Regions from separate parts of the Oryctolagus cuniculus genome. Here region 2 is linked to region 1. Evidence: chromatin contacts called from public Micro-C data. All regions are on one chromosome and are shown on one strand. Each heading gives the region's core, a stretch centred on a gene start, on an enhancer-like site or on the middle of the called end of the contact. The rest is flanking DNA. Distances are from core to core; before and after follow the strand shown. Region 1 holds the start of ATP1B1 (ATPase Na+/K+ transporting subunit beta 1). Region 2 holds the start of LOC127493550 (E3 ubiquitin-protein ligase Midline-1).

Region 1 (4,333 bases), core at 546-3,045:
TCGGAATGAGGAAAGAAATACATTTTATGAAGATACACTAGAGGGCAAATTTCACAATGTGCCTGGAGTCACTGCAGCTCTTGCCCCATGACCTGTCACAGCAGGCGTGAGACCACCGGGGAAGGCCGCCCCAGCTAACCTGGGGGGAGCAGAGCCCTTCCGCAGTGCACCTCCCAGGCCTCACTCAAGTTCCACAGAGTTGCTAGGAGATGGCCCTGGCTGGGAGCTGTCAGCCTACACTGGCTCTACATTTCCTCAGGTTTTCCCTTCCACATCAGGAAAACACAGGGAGCTACCTTTTTGCCTGAGCCATGACGACAATCTCATGGAAGAACCAGTCTCCGCAAAGCAAAATGAAATATAAAACAGCTTAAAGCCACAGCTATGAAGAACTACATTTTCCATGGCTCAGGACCTAGGCTTCCCAACAGTACCCTGGAATGAGGCTTCACCTTGACTAACCTTGAAGTGTGATGCATTATTAACCCTTTACTTTTCAACCAAGAGTGACTGGCTACAGGCTGCACTTCGTTTTCCTTTACCCAAAAAAAAAAAAAAAAAAAAAAAAAAAAAAACCATATATTATAGCTTCTTCCATTTCAAAATGTCAGCCGAGCACGATTTCCCTGACTCATTCTCCAGCCTGTTCACACAGATCCTCCCAACCTGCATCAGCCCCTCCTCAGGGCTCCCCCAGTGACTGCAGCAGAGGGGCTGCTGCCGGTGATGATGATGATGATGATGACACTGGAGAAGGGGGAGGGGGCAGTGATGCCGCAGGGGGGAGTTCCCTCCCTCCCTTCCGCAGTCACGACTCAGACTCATAGATTTGCCTACAACTCTGCCCTTCAAAATGACCTTTTCAGAAAAAAAAAAAAAAGTCACCCTTCTGGGGTAAGGAGGCAGAGAGCAGGTAAGAGATCTAATTTAGGGCAGGGGGGACAACCAAGTCCATGCAACCAAGCAACAGGCTGCACAAAATCTTAGGAGATGAGCTGCCTCTCCGACTGGGCCATTTATTTCCTAGACTAATGGATGCTTTACTGTAATCAACCCAAGCTACTGATCCGCATCTGTCTATGTGGACCAGGAAAACCACCAGACTTTGCCATGTTCCGGGCCAGCACTCTGAAACGGAGCCCCGACATGGAGCTGGGCTGGGGCGGCTCTGGCCAGGCTACTGGGGGAAGCTCTGGCCATCGCTATGAAATACTGCAGTGAGGTCGGAGTCTTCTACTCCTTCCCTCTCGTCTCTCTCTTCCTGGGCGCCTATCAAGACTAGGTGCAAGATGCTATGCCACAGAACCCCGCCTGCAGTACATTCATGGACCTCCCATGAGGTTCTCTCGCAGCCCCAAATCCCCCCCCCCTTTTTTTTGATGGACCTGGGACACGGCCACAGGGCGACCACAGCCAGTCTCCCGGCACCTGGTCGTTCCCCAGAGCCAAAGGCTCGAACGGCGCTCACGGTGGGGCGGGCTACACATTACCAAGAGACCAGACGGGCACAACACACACAGCCCTTGATCAGGCGAGCTCCCGCAGCCACCCCGCGCCTGGCGACGAGCCCGGGCCAGTGCGACCCGCGCAGCGTCCCCTGCCCGTCCGCAGGGCCTGCGCTAGCGATGCGCCGCCGGCACCGGCAGGGCGCGCGGGGGGCGAGAGCCGCACACTCGGTACTTACACCAGCTGCCGCCGGTCCTGCCCAAAAACTCCTTCTTCTCCGAGTTCCAGATGAATTTCTTCCAGCTGCCTTCCTCCTTGGCTTTCCCGCGGGCCATGGTGGCGGGTCAGCGGCTGCCGGACTGCGGCGTGCGCCTCGCGTGCTCCTGTCGGCGTGCGGGCCCGGCTCTCGCAGGCTGGACGCGCCGCTGCCGCTGCGGCTCTCCGAGTGCGAGACGCGCGACCGCGGAGCCCAGGCAGCGGCGGGGGGCGGGGGCGGCGACGCGCGGGGGCGGAGGAGGGGGAGGGACGCGCGGGCCGGGCGGCTGCGAGCCCCGCACCTATTGGTGGGCGCGCGGCCGCTCCCCGCTCCCTTTGGTCCTCCGCTCACTCCTCTCGCTTTGGGGGGAGCTCCACGCACCCGCAGCAGCCGCTCCCGCCGCCACGGGGCCCCCGCCCGCTGTGACCTCTGCAGAGACAGGCAAGCAGCAGGGGAAAAAGGACGCACAGGCGGACCGCGGGCCCTGCAGCAGCGCGCCCGCCAAGAGCGGAGAACCTGGCCGGGGGCGCGGGCCCTACCTTTACTATATACCGCGCCCCGGCCGCCTGGGCCCCGCCCACCGGCCTCCCACCCGGCCAATCGCCGCGCGGGGGCGGGGCCCGGGACCCGGGAGGGCGGGCGCGGGGTCGGCACAAAGGAGCCGCCCGGGCGCGCGGGCCTGGCTGGGGAGCCGGCGCGCGGAGGAGGGCGGAGGGCGGAGGACTGAGGGCGGAGGGGGCGGCGTGGATACCCTCCTCCTCGTCCCTGCGGGGCGCAGACCCGCCCCGCCCCGCGAAGGTGGGGTGGTCTGCCCTGGAGTCGTTCGGAGCCCCGCGGACGCCGGGGACCCCGGCCCGGCGGCCCTGAGCTGGTCCCGTCAGCCGCGCTGCAGGTCCACCTCTCGAAGGCCCCGGCGGGGCGGGGGCAAGGTCACTCTGGGACGCTCGTGGGTCGGGGACTCTGCCCAGCTCCGCCCTGCCTCTCTGCTCCTGCACCTGCCGCCCCCTCGCTGTCCAGGCCACTGCGGTTGCAGTTCCGGCCCGGCCCTGCGCCCGGGCCCGCCCAGCCGGCAGCCCGGGTTCCCGAGAGTCGGGCTGTGCTCCTTGTGGGCGGCCTGAGCCACCTTGAGCAGGACGGTTGCCAAACCCATCCAGCGAGGTAGCCTGGAGCCAGGACTCGGGAGGGGTACCCCGGGTGAGTCGTCCTATGGAAACCGGATGCGGTTCAAGCCAGTCCAGACCCAGGCGACAGTGTCTGCACGTGACCCAGCGCCCTCGGTGCCAGTCCGGAGACTGGTGTGCTCACTGGCATGCTCTTATTCTCCTTGGGGCACCGACCGCTCTGTTCTGTACAATTCCTGCAGCCAAAGAGCATTTGGGATCACCCAGCTCCTACGGGAAGAAGGTGCAGGGCAATCAGTACTGTATGCCTCCTCATGCTTTTTCCAACCAGCGCCTCCCCTTAGCCCGGAGCAGCTTCACACCTCCCTCTCAGGGCCATGACACAGCAGAAAACGCTGGGATCCTCCTGCAGTCACTGCAGAGAAGCCCCGTCCCCAGGGACCAGGTGGCCCGTGGTGGAAAGAGGCACTTCCCAGCCCCATAGCAAGGAACTACCCAATACAGTGGTGCATGTCCAGGTCACCTTACTGTCCCCAAGGTCAGCCTGGCAGGCCTTGGGACAGGCTTGAACTGAAATAGAATGAACTCTTTCCCACAAGTCCTCTCAAAGCCCACCAGACAAACCCGAATGTTCCTGAAATGGGGGTGGGGTGGGCAGCCACCTATTCACCCAGCCCCAGAGGGGCTCCTGTGGGATTCTGTCAAGGGCAAGCTTGAGAACAGCCTGTTGAGAAAGGCAGCCAGCCTGCTGTGCCCCTGCAGTGTTTATGTTGGAAAAGCCCCAATTGGTAGAACTGCGGAAAGAGGCTGCACCTGCAAGGAGAAGTCACCTTAGGGAAGAGTTTCCATCGGACCCAGCCCTGGGAAGGGCCTGTGTTTGTCGGTTGTCCACTACAGCAAGAGGGAGGAAAGGCTGTGGATAGAATCGGCACAAAAATTGGGGCAGGGGCTGGGGGAGGGAAGGTAACATGGGGAGGGCCGAGGCCAATCAGGGAGGTTGGGGTGCCCTTCCTTGTGTCCACAACACCCCGTTCTTCCCATCTTCCTCTCTCGTGATAGAGCAGAGTATGTGGAGACAGGCTTACACTAACAAATTTTTAATTAGAATGCCCTTTTTTCATATTAAAAAAAAAAAGAAATGCCCTTCCTTAGCTCTCCGGGGGGGACTAGCAAAAGTCAAGTCCTCTTGTCCTCAGCCAATTGTCTTCCCCCAGGGAGTCTGTCTCCCCTCTCAAATGCTAGTTCCCCAGCTTCACTCATTTTCCCTCCACTGCATGTAAACTCCTCCTGGTTCTGACAGACCCAAAGGTCCTGCCTGCATAGCCAATGCAGCATCTCATTCTAAATCCATCACCTCCAGGCTTCCTAGAAACATTGGCTTCTGCCCAAACCTGGTATTTCTGCTAGAGAAGATGATCCCAGCCCTTTGGAAATCAGGTGTCTCTTATGGGTTCACCTACCTCCACCTGCCCAGCCACCCGAGACCATCTGGAACTGTCTCACTTATCTA
Region 2 (4,333 bases), core at 819-3,318, 290 kb after region 1:
GTCCAAAAAAAAAAAAAAAAAAAAAAATCAAAGACTGCTCTACAGTAGACCTCTCAGAAGTTAGAGAAATATACACAAGCACATGCAAACACACACATCCTCACACTGTGCCACACCCACACTCACATCCCTCTCACCCCATACACAGCCCAACCTCAGGTAAAGCAGAGGTGTCTGTTAGGCATATTAGGTCAGTCTAGAAGGAAGAGAGCTTCTGTATCCTTCCTCTTCCCTCCTAGAGTGAGACCAGAAGGAAGGTCAGACCACTTATTTATCAAAGAACAAATGAAGTTGGAGGCCACTGGCCTGGACATATGAGTCCTGTGGTCCCAAGCCAAGTAGAAGAAAGGTCTTTGGAAGACTATGTAAGGAATTTTTTGGCCATGAGTGAAGAGACTGTGATATGAGGTCAAATTGGTGTAACTTGGTCTAGTTGCCTGCAGCCAGGAAAACTTGGTGGGTTGAAAATTTAACACAGGAGAGACCGGCGCCTTGGCTCAGTTGGTTAATCCTCCACCTGTGGCGCCAGCATCCCATATGGGCGCCGGGTTCTAGTCCAGGTTGCTCTTCTTCCAGTCCAGTTCTCTGCTGTGGCCCAGGAGGGCAGTGGAGGATGGCCCAAGTGCTTGGGCCCTGCACCCGCATGGGAGACCAGGAAGAAGCACCTGGCTTCTGGCTTCAGATCGGCGCAGCGCTGAACGTAGTGGCCAATGGAAGGAAGACCTTTCTCTCTTTCTGTCTCTCTGTCTGTAACTCTCTCTCTCTCTCTCTCTCTCTCTCTCTCTATATATATATATATATATATATATATATATATATAAAACACAAGAGAGCTTGGGGACCTGGCTACATAATAGTTTAGGGCTTATCCTGTATCTAACTTTTAGTTTTTCTTCTTTAGTCTTGTGGCAGTATTTCTCTCTTCCTTCTTGATAATCCTTTCGTCTACCCTTCTTTTCCTTTTTTATTGTTCCTACATGCCTTTATTTCTCTCTGCCTATTCATGACCCCAAACTCACTGCTATGACAACATTCACATATTTTGTACAGAGTATATCCACCATTCTCCTGTGTTTCTTGAAAGTCAATTTGATATATAGAACCCTTGCCAGTCCTAGACTATTATCCCTTCTGCCTTCTTAAGATTCCTAGGAATATGTGAAGCCTAGAAAAGACTTTTAGCAACTATAAGAAATTGCTTTCCTTTAATGACAGCCTTTCTCCAGTTATTTTCTGAGAACATGTGCTAATGGAAGAGGTGGAAATTTTATTATCTCTTGTCAATAAACCTAATTAAAACATGCCAAATACTTTCCAATGTTGCCCTGGGTTAATGTAACCTCTTGATTACCATCATCTTGATAGTGAGGATGGCATCAGTGAATGCTAAATGCTAGTGGAGTGGTTGGGGTTAGCTTAGAACGTTCTGCTCCTGAGTTGATGATTCACATCCTAATGCCTGCCAAGAGCAGAGTTGTCTTGTTCTGTCCCCCAGCTAAGCACTTATTAGAACCATCAACAGCATGCCACCAGGCAAACAAGGATTCTGACTTACACTTTCTCTTAAAAATGAAATAAATTAAATGTTTCTGAAATAGATAATTAAATTTAAATTTCTACTTGATTATGCCCAAATTTATAGAAAAGACATTGCATAAACACTTCTTAAAACTCTGGCCGGCACCTCAGCTCAGTAGGCCTCTGCCTGCATGCTGGCACCCCGGGTTCTAGTCTCGGATGCTGCTCTTCCAGGCCAGCTCTCTGCTGTGGCCCAGGAGTGCAGTGGAGGATGGCCCAGTTCCTTGGGCCCTGCACCCACACGGGAGACCAGGAGAAGCACCTGGCTCCTGCCATTGGATCAGCGTGGTGTGCCGGCAGCAGCGGCCATTGGAGGATGAACCAACGGAAAAGGAAGACCTTTCTCTCTGTCTCTCACTGTCCACGCTGCCTGTCAAAAAAAAAAAAAAAAAAAAAAAAAAAAAACCTCTAACATTAGGTCCCGCCCCTCTGGCTCCTGATTGGCCCTTGGGCCCCGGGCCGCCGAGAACGGATTTGAAACCCGAGCCCGGGCGACCACTTCCTCCCGGGCCCGGGCGGGGGACGGAGGCGGCGTCGGCCGGCGGCGCGGGCGGCAGGTGAGGGCCGGAGCCCTGGGGTCCTGGGGTTGTCGGGGACCGGGCAGAACCGGCGCCGGCCGGCCTGGGCGGGGGAAGGGGCGGGAGTGCCGAGCTTTTCCCGTTTCGGACTTTGCGAACTTTTTTTTTTTTTTTGGAGTTGGGATTTTTTTTCCCAGGGGCCTCCGGGGCGCGAGTTCTTTGTGGAATCCGCACACACATTCCAGCGGCTTGGATGCCCCTCCCTTTGTACGTGCGCGCGGTTGATGGACAGCCAGCGTCGCCATGGCAACGCGCGGTTTGATGGACAGCCAGTGTCGCCCTGGCAACGCGGGGCCCTCTGCTGAGCACTGACCTGGATTCCGGGCGGCGGCCGAGGGAGGCTGGGCCTTCCTGGCATTGTGTGGCCGTCGGCGGAAGAGGTGGGGGTGGGTGTTCGGGCTGGGCTCTCAGGGGGCTCTCAGGGCCGGCCTGGGCTCTAGGGGCCAGCCTGGGCTCTAAGGGCCATCCTGGGCTCTCGGGGATAGCCTGGGCTCTGTGGGCTAGCCTGGGCTCTGAGGGCTAGCCTGGGCTCTAAGGGAGCTTTGTGGGCTAGCCTGGGCTCTGAGGGCTAGCCTGGGCTCTGTGGGCTATCCTGGGCTCTAAGGGGGGCTCTAAAGGCTAGCCTGGGCTCTAGGAGCCATCCTGGGCTCTGTGGGTAGCCTGGGCTCTAAGGCGGCTCTAAGGGCCATCCAGAGCTCTGTGGGCTATCCTTGGCTCTCAGGCTAGCCTGGGCTCTAAGGGGGGCTCTCGGGGCTAGCCTGGGCTCTGGGGGCCAGCCTGGGCTCTCAGGGCCGCCCGGCCCCCCTCTCCCGCCCGCAGGTCGCCGCCGGGCCGCCCCGGCCGCCGGCCTGACCGCGATGGACGCGCCGGAGCCGCCCCGCCCCGCGTGCGCCCCCCCGGACGTGGCCGCCGCGTGCCCCGCCCCCCCGGACATGGCCGCCGCGTGCCCCGCCCCCTCCCCGGGCTGTGTCCTGTGCCAGTTCTGCGAGCTGGACCCGGCCCGCGAGGCCGCCAAGACGTGCGTGACGTGCGCCGTGTCCTACTGCGCGCCCTGCCTCCGCGCCACGCACCCCAACAAGTGGCCGTTCACCGGCCACCGGCTCGCCGAGCCCATGCCGGACGCGCACCTGCGCGGGCTGCAGTGCCCGGAGCACGAGGACGAGAGGGTCAGCCTGTACTGCGCGGCCGACGACCAGCTCATCTGCGCGCTCTGCAAGCTCGTCGGCCGGCACCGCGACCACCAGGTGGCGGCGCTGAGCGAGCGCTACGACAAGTGGAAGCAAACCTTGGAGACCAACCTCGCCCACCTGGTCAAGCGGAACTCGGAGCTGGAGGCGCAGCTGGGCAAGCTGATGCAGACCTGCCAGCTCGTGGAGGTCCACGCCGCGCGGCAGGAGGCCCGGCTGGGCGAGGAGTGCGACCTCCTGGTGGCCGTCGTCCAGCAGCGGCGCGAGGCCATCGGCGCCAAGATCCGGGAGGGCAAGGCCGTGCGGCTGCGTAAGCTGGCCCAGCAGATCGCCAGCTGCAAGCAGTGCGTGGAGCGCTCGGCCGCCCTCATCGCCCAGGCCGAGCTGTCACTCAAGGAGGCCGACCACGCCCGCTTCCTGCAGACGGCCAAGAGCATCACCGAGAGGGTCTCCATGGCGACCGCCTCCTCGCAGGTCCTGCTCCCCGAGATCAACGTCAGCGACGCCTTCGACAGCTTCGCCCTGGACTTCTCCCGGGAGAAGAAGCTGCTGGAATCTCTCGACTACCTCACAGCGCCCGGGCCGCCCGCCCTCCGCGAGGAGCTGTGCACGGCCTCCCACGACACCATCACCGTGCACTGGGCCTCGGACGACGAGTTCAGCGTGGGCTCCTACGAGCTGCGGTACTCGGTGCTCACCGGCCCGGCCAACGTCGCCAGTCTGTGCAGCTCGGCCGACAGCTGGATGATCGTGCCCAACATCCGGCAGAACCACTACACGGTGCACGGGCTGCAGAGCGGCACCCGCTACGTCTTCCTGGTCAGGGCCATCAACCAGGCCGGCAGCCGGAGCAGCGAGCCCGGGCGGCTCAAGACCAACAGTCAGCCGTTCAAACTGGACCCCAAGTCGGCGCACCGCAAGCTGAAGGTCTCGCACGACAACCTGACGGTGGAGCGGGACGAGGCCTCGTCCAAGAAGAGCCACGCCCCC

The links. A called contact is a pair of places that touch in the nucleus more often than the background predicts.
Region 2: a Micro-C map of ear pinna shows a contact between it and region 1, with 4 times the contacts expected there. The contact joins the promoter of LOC127493550 here to the promoter of ATP1B1 in region 1. A contact is called at or near these places in 3 of 6 Hi-C or Micro-C datasets (ear pinna, embryonic fibroblasts and psoas muscle).

Annotation. Positions count from the first base shown.
Region 1 is chr7:29,615,293-29,619,625 of mOryCun1.1, forward strand. ATP1B1 (ATPase Na+/K+ transporting subunit beta 1) reads right to left here and starts at 1,796. Exons shown (of 6, transcript NM_001082073.1): 1 at 1,685-1,796. The coding sequence starts at 1,781.
Region 2 is chr7:29,906,391-29,910,723 of mOryCun1.1, forward strand. LOC127493550 (E3 ubiquitin-protein ligase Midline-1) reads left to right here and starts at 2,069. Exons shown (of 2, transcript XM_070077378.1): 1 at 2,069-2,536; 2 at 2,976-4,333. The coding sequence starts at 3,014.